Linked DNA regions of Felis catus: region 2 is linked to region 1. A link is a contact called in public Hi-C data. All regions are on one chromosome and are shown on one strand. The core of a region is the stretch at or near the end of the contact, and the rest is flanking DNA. Distances in the headings are between cores, read along the strand shown. Region 1 overlaps CLNK (cytokine-dependent hematopoietic cell linker). Region 2 has its middle 25 kb from the start of WDR1.

The links. A called contact is a pair of places that touch in the nucleus more often than the background predicts.
Region 2: a Hi-C map of skin fibroblasts shows a contact between it and region 1, with 2.7 times the contacts expected there. The contact joins two enhancer-like sites. A contact is called at or near these places in 2 of 3 Hi-C or Micro-C datasets (fibroblasts and skin fibroblasts).

The regions. Positions count from the first base shown.
Region 1 is chrB1:197,976,182-197,981,052 of F.catus_Fca126_mat1.0, reverse strand. The region is part of intron 11 of CLNK (cytokine-dependent hematopoietic cell linker); the gene reads right to left. Among named protein-coding and RNA genes, the nearest start is that of ZNF518B, 61 kb to the left of the region's middle. Within about 2 kb of position 1,847, at least 1 of the 10 cell types and tissues checked has an H3K27ac peak or open chromatin away from gene starts, as enhancers often do.
Region 2 is chrB1:198,233,560-198,238,430 of F.catus_Fca126_mat1.0, reverse strand. No RefSeq gene overlaps it. Among named protein-coding and RNA genes, the nearest start is that of WDR1, 25 kb to the left of the region's middle. Within about 2 kb of position 2,755, at least 1 of the 10 cell types and tissues checked has an H3K27ac peak or open chromatin away from gene starts, as enhancers often do.

The sequences.
Region 1 (4,871 bases), core at 598-3,097:
GCCACCAACTGCATGGCATGAATAAGCATCCCCACATCCTTTCCTGTGCACAACAGGTGCTCAGTGTGCACTTGAAGATAATGAATTTTACGTTAAAAATAGCTCTGGGACACCTGGGTGGCCAAGTCAGTGAAGCTCCCACTTCAGCTCAGGTCATGATCTCACAGTTCATGAGTTCGAGCTCTGCATCGGGCTCTCTGCTGTCAGCGTGGAGCCCGCTTCAGATTCTCTGTCCCCCTCTCTCTGTCTCTCCCCCAACTGCGCTCTCTCTGTCTCTCAAAAATAAGTAAAACATAAAAAATTTATAAAAATAGCCCTTCATGAGCCTCCCTTAGATTTCGCTTAGTTTTAAATAAACCGGATTTGAATCCTCATTCTGCCATCTATGAGCTCCGTTACCCTCAGCAAGTGAAGCCCCTTCTCTGAAGCTTGGTTTTCCCACCTGTAAAATGGGTAACCCCCGACAGAAATGGGGTGGGTTGATTAAGGTTCTCATGAAATAATACCTGTGAAAGCTATTTGGAAGAAAATAACACCCTCGATCTGCGGGACACCTTTAACAGCCACTTTCTTTGAAATTAAACTTTCCCTCGGAGATAATGGTAGGTCTCATGCACGTGTAGGAAATGCTACAGAGAGATCCCGTATGCACTTCACCCCATTTCCCCCAATGATAATAATTTACATCCGCACTCTAAAATCAATAGTTCCCACCCAGAAGTCCCTGCTCCCATGCAAATTTGTGTATCTTTGCAATCCGTACTTCCTCTCTCTTACAGGACTATGTTTTCTCTGTATCGCTACAGATTTTTTTTTTCCCTTTCACTTCCCAACTCATCAGCAGGTGTATCTGCGTCCCTGAGACTGCTTGAACTGATGTGGCACCAGCTTTGCCGGCTGCAAAGGGAAAACTGTAGTTAGGCAGACAGGTGTTCGGTTGGTTAAATAGCAGGTACCTTATTTAAAGTACATTTTGGCCGAACCCTGCACCGTGGGGTTGGAGTTTGCTAGATGCAGGGAGACGTCGCGGTTCGTGACCTCTCTGCCCTTCTGTGTCCTCATCAGTAAACCGGGGGTTGGGATATTGCTTTCTGCTCAGTGTGGCTGTGGGACTAAATGACGTAAAGCATCTGAAAGACTCCAGAGTGTAACAGGAGCTCAGCAAATGTCTTCCTGTTCCGATGACTCAGGAGGCTTTTACTTGGTGCCCGCGTCATGGTATTAACATTACAATGGATACATCATTGGAAAGTTATTCCCTTACTAATCTCTTTCTTATTGTGTTAGAGAGAGAGTCTCAACGTAGCAGCGGTTATTTTTATCCAAATATTGCTTTGCATTTTAGTTCCCTTCCCTTTTAGGAGAGAGAAAATTCCGCGGGTCTGAAACTGCGGTGCAGTTACTTATGGTAATGATGTTTCCCTTTTGAAAATTTTTTTTTAATGTTTATTTTTGACAGAGAGAGGGAGAGACAGAGCGTGAGCAGGGGAGGGGCAGAGGGAGAGGGAGACATGGAATCTGAAGCAGGTCCCAGGCTCTGAGCTGTCAGCACAGAGCCCGACGCGGGGCTCAAACCCACGGACCAGGAGATCATGACCTGAGCCAAAGTCCGGACGCTTAACCGACTGAGCCACCCGGGCGCCCCCATCAATGAAGGATTTAAATGGCATTCTCCTGAACTGGAATGCTTTGATTCAATGATCGTTTTTGTGAACCCAAGACTTAGCTTTAAGATAGAGAATGGCCGAGCCGGTGGAGACACCTGGCTGTTGTAGCAACAGCTGGACCCACGTTCACCATTGGGAGAGGGGGGCCGATGGCGACAGGCTGCAGGTGTCAGCTGCGTTCAGGGGCTGCAGTGGACTGCCACACGTACGTCACAGCCTCCCTTCACAGAGGGCCGTCTACCTCCCAAGCCTACAGGGCAGCTGATGGGAAGGGAGCGGACACTATTTTTCCTTGGCTGAAGCAGCTCAGCTCTCTAATGTCCCTTCTGTTTTCAGACAAGGGGAAGCTAGCAACAGCCTCATGTGGTTGTTTACAGGCAACGTCTGGGTCCTTAGTAATGGTCATCTGCCTCCCAAAAGAGGGCCCGACTCAAAATGAATTTGGAAGCTCTGCTTCTATGGCACAACTCTTTCTTATTCCTGGTGGCATTCTCAATGTGTGGCCCAGGCCCTGCATGGTGTTGACCCCTCAACTGTCCTACACCAACCCTATCACGTTGACCGAGTGACCTAACTTCTGTGTATCTTAGTGACCTTACATGCCCAGCGGGTAGGGAAGTGGTTTTTACCCGGCACCTGCCATGAACCAGCCACCGAGCCTTAGAAAATCCATACTTTATAGGGCTGCTGGAAGGATCCGGTGAGATGTTATACGGAATGTAACGATTCTCTGGAGGGGTTTACGGTGAAGAGACCCAGCCAGGTTCCCGTCACTTGCAAAAATGATTAAACAAATTTAACCGTAACTGCGGAAACCCCAGAGACACAAAAAGCAAACTTGTAAAGATTTCAGAGCCACCGAGGCGGCTGGAGTGATGAGGGACTCGTCTGTGGATCAAGGGAGGCGCCATTTTAGGCACTAGGAGCCTGGGCGTGTGTAGGTAAGGCCTAAGGGCCTGCAAAGCTTTAGTGGCAGATATATTCCTAGAACCTGGCTCCCCCTGGGTCCTTAGCCACAGGCTGTGCCTGTGTCTCACCTCTCAGAGCAATTAAAGCTGATGCTGGGGAACAATACTTTTTAAAAGCTTTCCTAATTATTTTCATGTAAAGCCAGGATAAGAAACATTGCGCTAGAATCTATAGCCTGTATTTCAAGAGAAAAATAGGGTTGTGGGTGCCTAATTCTGTTGGGTACAGATGGGACACGATGTTTAGGCGTTTTTCTTTCCTTCCTGTGCTGTGACACATATTATCCTAGGCGCTCCAGAGAAATCTCATGCCTCCTCCCCTCCACTCTGTCACACGGGGACGCTCCTGTTGCTTGCACAAAGAGGGGAACTCAGAACTATTTAAGAGCTTTAGGCGGCTCTACAGCCGGAAGTGGCTCAGCTGGGACCCAAACCTCGTTCTTTCTGCGTGAAGAAACAGAAGAAAGATCAAATCATCTTCTTCTCCACACCGAACAACCTCATCGCCTCTGCTATTTCGTTCATCCTATTTTCTATCTCTTTACTTCTCTGCGTTTTGACCAGTTCCTAGACCCATTAGCCTATTTGCTCAGGAGTTTCAGGGATGGTACATTTTACGTTCCCGAGTCCGATGATGCCACTTCCTGGGGTTGATAGCATGTTGCCTTCCTGTCTCTCCTGCTTGGAAAATAGATATCAAAACAGAGCAAGTGTGGGGACTCCCAGCCTGGCTAGGACCCTCTGGAAACTGCAGAAGGAAATACATGTTTATCAGACACGTACTATGTGCCCAGCCCTGTGCTAGAAACTACACACCCCAACCTTTTGGGGGTGCATTACCCCCTGCCCCCAACCTTTTGGGGGTGGAACAGACTTGTATCCAAATAATTATATGGTGTGGCGAGGGCACAATAGGACACGGCTCAAGGTAATAAGAGCGCAGTAGATGTTGGTCACAAATATGTCCTGGGCGGGCACAGTTGAGCGCTTGGCATGAATCATGTGTAATTCTCATGTTGGCCCACGATGTGGGTGGTAGGGGCTACTGTTATTCTCACTTGACCGCCGAGAACCGCTGGGGCTGGGCGAAGGTTAGTGTGTGCCTTAAAGCAGTTTCCCGACCTTTGCACTCTTGACTTTTCAGGGGTTATTATTCTTTGTTGGGGGTGGGGGGCTGTCCTGTACACCGTGGGGTGTTTAGAGGGCTCCCTGGCCTCTACCCACCAGATGCCAGGAGCATCCCCACTGCCCAACTCGTCACAACAAAATAACGTCTCTGGACATTGTTGGTTCCCCTGGGGGCAAAGTCACCTCCGGTTGAGAACCATTGCCCCAAATCTGCCAGTGCAGAAGAAGGAGAGACTGAATTTCCACTGGGGCAGTTGGAATGGACTCCTGAGAGCTTGTGGCCCTGCCCATGCTGCTCGGCAGGTAGAGAAGCCTACGGGGGGGTGGGGGGGGGAACTTGCACGGGGGAGGAGGAAGGGAATGGAGAACGGATGGTCTCAGGACGCTGCAAAGGATGAACAGATGAAGACACGTTCACCAGAAAACTGAGGCGGAAATGGGCATTTTAGGTTCTTGAATGTTCCCCATCAGAACCAGTGACGACTGGGTTTTCCAGAGAAGCTCAAAATGTGCCTGATATTTTGAATTTCTGTATCTATGAAGATTTAACTGACTGATGCCGCGGGCCCCAACCTGCTGATTCAAGCTTGCAGTAAGGAAGCATCGTTCATTCCATGTAGGAACAAGAGAAAAACGCTAATCTCTGTTCTGTCTTCTAAAACAAGGCAGTTTTGGAAATTCCAAGTCTCTTGGGGGGGAAAAAAGAAGTCCATTCACAGTTGCTAGCATTTCGGGATTGTCGCTGGCTGTCAAAGGTCCCGCACATTTGGGAGGGGGGCTCTGTCGTCAGCTGATAATACCAGAGAGGTGGCTTTTTAATTATTTGTCCTAACGGCAATAATGCTTTTGACAAGTGGGTTATATTCCTTCCGCCTCGGTGGTGAGAAGCTGGGGGCCGGTATTGGTCTGCAGAGAGTCTGAACCCCTTTTTGGATTTTACATAAAAAGTCCTGATTCTGTTCTGGCACTTAACACTTTCTTTAATGACTAGTTCAGGTCTCAAGTGAGCCTTTGGGGCAATAACTCATTTTCTTACAAAGAAGATGTGTTTTCTGTTATAGAATCGGACTGCAGCCTTCTAAGACTCTTTTCCCTCAAGGCATCTTTG
Region 2 (4,871 bases), core at 1,506-4,005, 260 kb before region 1:
TCGGGCCTGCTGTTCTGGACTGGCAATCATGTGTGGTCAAAAGGAAAACTGTAAAAACCCTTTGACTTAAGTGTCTAACAAGGACTTGAAGCATCTAGACTTTTGCCTGTCCTCAACTCAAATTCATGTGTGCCACATAGAGTGGATTTGACAACATTGTCCCCTTAAGTGGCTTGCTTATTAGGCTATTCAGTTCTGTTCGTGTTACAGTGGGTGTATTCTGTAATAGGTTTTAAACACAAACTGAAGCCACTCCCGGAACACCTATCAGATTGTCATGGTCCTGGGCTTTGACTAGACCATCCTCTGCTTGTCTGACGTGGAACGGAGAGTATAAATGCTGCTGTGGCCCACATTTCTGACTCTGAATTCTTCATCCCTTGCTACCAAAAAGGGAATCGACTGTAGAAACCACTTTATCGTGTTGCATTGGCAGTTTTAAGAGCTTGTGAGGAATGTGTTGAGACCTATGTAGTAAGCATAACATGAGCACAGCATGATTTCCTAGACTCTGCATGTTTACTGGATGCTGTCCTGAGTCCCCTCTCTGAGGCGGTGGGTGTACTGGTGGTGATCATGGGATGCTGCCTGTACTAAGCAGATGACCTGTATCCCTTGCTGGTCTAGCAACCAATGAGCATAGAAACCACCAGAACAGGGTCACCAGGGCTATTGTATCTACATGTTGGATCTGGCAGAGGACGTCTCCCAAGTTCTGCTTAGCTGATAGCTGGGTTCTCTCAGGTCAAAGAGCATGCGTCCCCAACTGTTAGATGGAGAAGGGACAGTAGAGTACCCTCCAAATGGAGACTAGACTTTGAAGCCAAAGATGAAGCTAGCCACTCTGTACTTTTTGGCAGTTGTCTTCAGGGTAACGTACTGATGGGGGGGGGGGCAGGGAACTGAGTAGATGACAATCCGGGTGTCCTGCAGTTGTCTGCAAAGCTTGGACCTGGATGTGCAGGCTTCATGGAACAAGAGGACCATGGTGAGGGTTTAACATTTTAACAGACCTCCTGGTGCCATCTCTGCCTGAGTGGGGGGAGGGGAAGAAACTAGGTGATCTCTACTGGTTCCCTGAATAATTCTAGGGAACACTGGAACGAGCCTTCTTGCATTCTGGTCAGGGCATACGTTAATCTCCACGGGGCCTGTAATGTGTAGGCCCCGTGTGTGTGTGTGTGTGTGTGTGTGTGTGTGTGTGTGTGTGTGTGTGTGTGTGTGTGTTGGGGGGGGTCATTGCATGGACACAAGATAAAGGGCCAAAGTTGGAGTTGGTGCTCTTAGCATTCTTACACTAACAGGGCCATTTTAGTGTCCAGAGATGTGTCCATAGACAGGGACATGCTTGTGTCCAGAGATGAGAACCTCTCTGGGGCTGTGTCCTCTCGATGGGTCTTGGTGCCTCTGAACATCCTCCCTGGCTCTCCCAGCTGCTTTGGTGTGGATGTGGCTGGCGGCTTCTGGGTAGGCAGTGCGGCTGGGGTGGGGGCTGGGGCCTCTGTTCTGGTGCTCTCTAGCCAGAAGACGATGTAGTGAGCAGGCTGTCTGCCTGTGCCAGGTGGGCCGGGGCCAGCCTCGCCACGAGGCGGGTTCAGGGCCAGCCGAGAAGCTGTGCCTGGAAGAGGCCTGCCCAGGTGTATCCCTGAGACACCTTGGGTGTTCCAGGACAGGGCTCGGAGAGGAAACGGCTCCTAGTCCAGGCCCATCCTGACCTTTTGGGTTGTCTGATGTGAAGGGGAGACTCCAGAGAGGTGGTTTTGAGCGGTCATCGGATCAAAGGAAGGACAACGTACAAATGTTCACTCCCACGGAACCAGCTGGGAGGCTGAAGTTACCAGAGCCAGAGCTCAAGGAGTGTTCTGGGGGGCGGGGGGGGGGGGACAGTGGGGGGGGGGTTTCCTTCCTAGCAGGAATGCACCCTTTCAGGTATACATTCCACGTTCAACTCCACCTCCTCCTTTTCAAAATCGGCAATCGCCCTGACCTTCTGTGAAGCCGAGGGGGTTCCCTGGCAGGCTGTGGTCACTGATCATAAGACGGAGAGGCTGAGTTTGCTCCATGATTCTCCCCACTGGGGAGGGCCCTGGGGGCTTGAGAATGACCTGCTTTTTCCAGAAGCAGCAGCAGAGCCCTCCCTGTGTCTTCCAGAGCAAAGCAATTATACAGGAGCCTGTTGTGTAAGTAGGTGAGTTCTTGCATAAGACCTGAGAACTGAGGACTGGCTTGTACATAGGCACATTCTTCAGGGAACTGGACATCAATGTGTTTCAATATTGTAGCTTCCTCTGTGGGGTGGTCAGCCACCTGGGACTGGCTCCTCTGTCCATCCTCGGGGTGGGTGGGGGGTGAGAGTGAACTGGCTGGTGAGCACGACAGCCGGGCTACCTGGGGCCTGGGTGTGAGCTCTGGGATCTGTGATAGAAGGGTAAGGGGGCACGATGGGAACATGTTACCTTGGACTCCAGGGGAAGGAGCCATCCTAGGAAGTGATCTTTTAATAGAAATCCTTCAATATACGTCATTTGGTGCCTGTCCTTATAACCGACCTCTGTAAGCTATTTCCCCAACACCAGTGTAAATTTTCTCTTCTCACAATTCGGTAAGAGCTGTGTTGCATCAGAAAGTAGACAAGCATACACCGTGAGCCCAGAGCCCTGTGGGGAGGTACACGCTCTCTTTGGCTGACCCTTTGACCAGAGAGTGAGGGTCATCCTGGGGGGGGGGTCCCTGTGGAGGCTCTGCCTCTGTCTGCGTGGAGGCTCTGCCTCTGTCTGCCTGGAGGCCAGGGAGCTGAGCTGGCTGCTGTGTGCTCTCACATCCTAAGGAGCCACGGCCTGATCCTGCTTCTTGCTGCTTAAATACAGCCACGCCATTTCGTCCTCTCAAAGGCCCAGTTTACTGCCTGACTTTCCCCTCTAATGGGGGTGATGTCTGTCTTCCTTTCCTAGAAGTAGGACGGCCATAGGGTGCACGGGATCTTCCAGGGTGCTGTTGAGAAGAAGAATATTAAGCTTCACTGGCTTCTGTACTCGCGTCATTGTTGTGATGCCCTAAGGCCACCAGGTGGTGCTAAAGGACTCCCCTCTGCCAGTGGTGTTTGAAACCAGGAGAGTCCTGGGCACGCTGGGGACCAAGAATGGATTCAGAGGACATCAATGGGGAGCCTTTCCTCTGCCTCACTTGCTTTGCTCTTGTCCTAATTCCCTTCGGAGAACTTTCCTCTGTGAACCATCTCATCCTATCTCTTCATACCAAGCTTGCTGTGAGTTCAAAACATAGGTGATGCTGTGCATGTGTGGGGAGCCCTTCTGATGAGCAGGGGAGCATGGGACCTTTCCAGGGAGCTGGATGCCTTCCTCCAAGGCCTCCCCCTGTCTGCCAAGCTGGGTATGTGCACTAAGCAGGTAAGCTCTTCTCTCATCATGTGAACATCTTGTTCTTGTGATCTTACATGGCCTCACACACGAGGATTTGAGAAATTTTTATTTAAAGCATTAATATAAAAGTAAAAACTTAAGCACCAAACTTAGAAACTGGCAAAGGCAAGTTCCACAATAATGAAGGCCAAGCAAATGGCCTACCTTGACGGATTGCAGTGATTCATGAGGTAGCAATTACATCTTAGATTCTAAACCTGACTTGTGAGTATTGGGGGTATAGGGATAAACCATAAAACTGCCTTCAAGACTAATGAATACCTAACTAGCAGTTACATATGGTGAGCCTAAAACTAAAGCTTTTCTTGAAACAACATCTTACATAAAACCTTGGTAACATACCTGGTGACCCACAACTACATTTGAGTTGCTAGGTTCTCAGGATGACCTAGAAGTCTTTCTCTAGAATTCTTCCATTTGGAGCTAAATTTCTTAAGCTCATGGTCTAACCTTCCAGTGGACTTCTAATCTTCCAACTGCTTGAGTCCATAGGCCAGGCCTCACGAGAAATCTGAGGGACAAGGTGTTAAGGACTATGAACTTATTCTAAGAACTTAGCAAAACAACCTTAGGCTGGTGTCTATCCTTTATTAACAGACTGAGGGCACCCTAAATACCTTAGCAGACATAAGGACAGAATAAGTGGTCTTAACCAAGTTAAAGGGACATAAAAAGGACAAGCAGAAAAAAAACATTCAAATAGCATCTTTACAGAATGTCTAACCTACTCATCTGTAGTTAGTGACTTCCTGATCAAAGAATATTAGCGTTTTCCCCCATTCAAACTCTGCTTGGCTGCTTCTCTGATCTGGAGACATAAGTTTCTTTTGAACATGGATTTTTGTCTTGTTTAATGCACTAATAGGATACTAGATGCAGAGATTCACACTTTGACAGGGGAGTCAAACTCCCTGTCAAACCGGCTCAGACTCAAAGGAACAGAAAGGACTTGGAAACAGGCATGTGTCCAGGTACTGCGCTCAGTACCAGGAAGCACAAGGCCATGTTCTCCATCTGCTTTACCTCCATCCTTGTTCCTATGGTCACCTCTCACTGGGAGAGCCATACTTCATCCAGCAAAGCAGAGATGTGCGTGTGGAAACCACTGAGGAGTAGAGCTGAGACACGACAGCCTTCTGGGGGTGGAGTGGAGAGAGAAGAAAGTTGCCAAGCCAGACACCTGCTGGGTTGAAAAGGATGAGCAGGCTGGAAAGTCCAAGATCAAGGTACTGGCAGATTTGGTTCCTGGTGGGAGCTCCCCTACTGGCCTGCAGACAGCTGTCTTCTCTGGTGTCCTCAAATGGATGGAGAGCAAGGGATCTCTGGTCTCTTTGAAAGACCCTAATCCGGAGTCTCCCCTCTTAATAGTAGCATACTAGGGGCTAGAACTTCATAGGAAGTTTGGAGGAGAGGGGCACAAACATCGTGTGG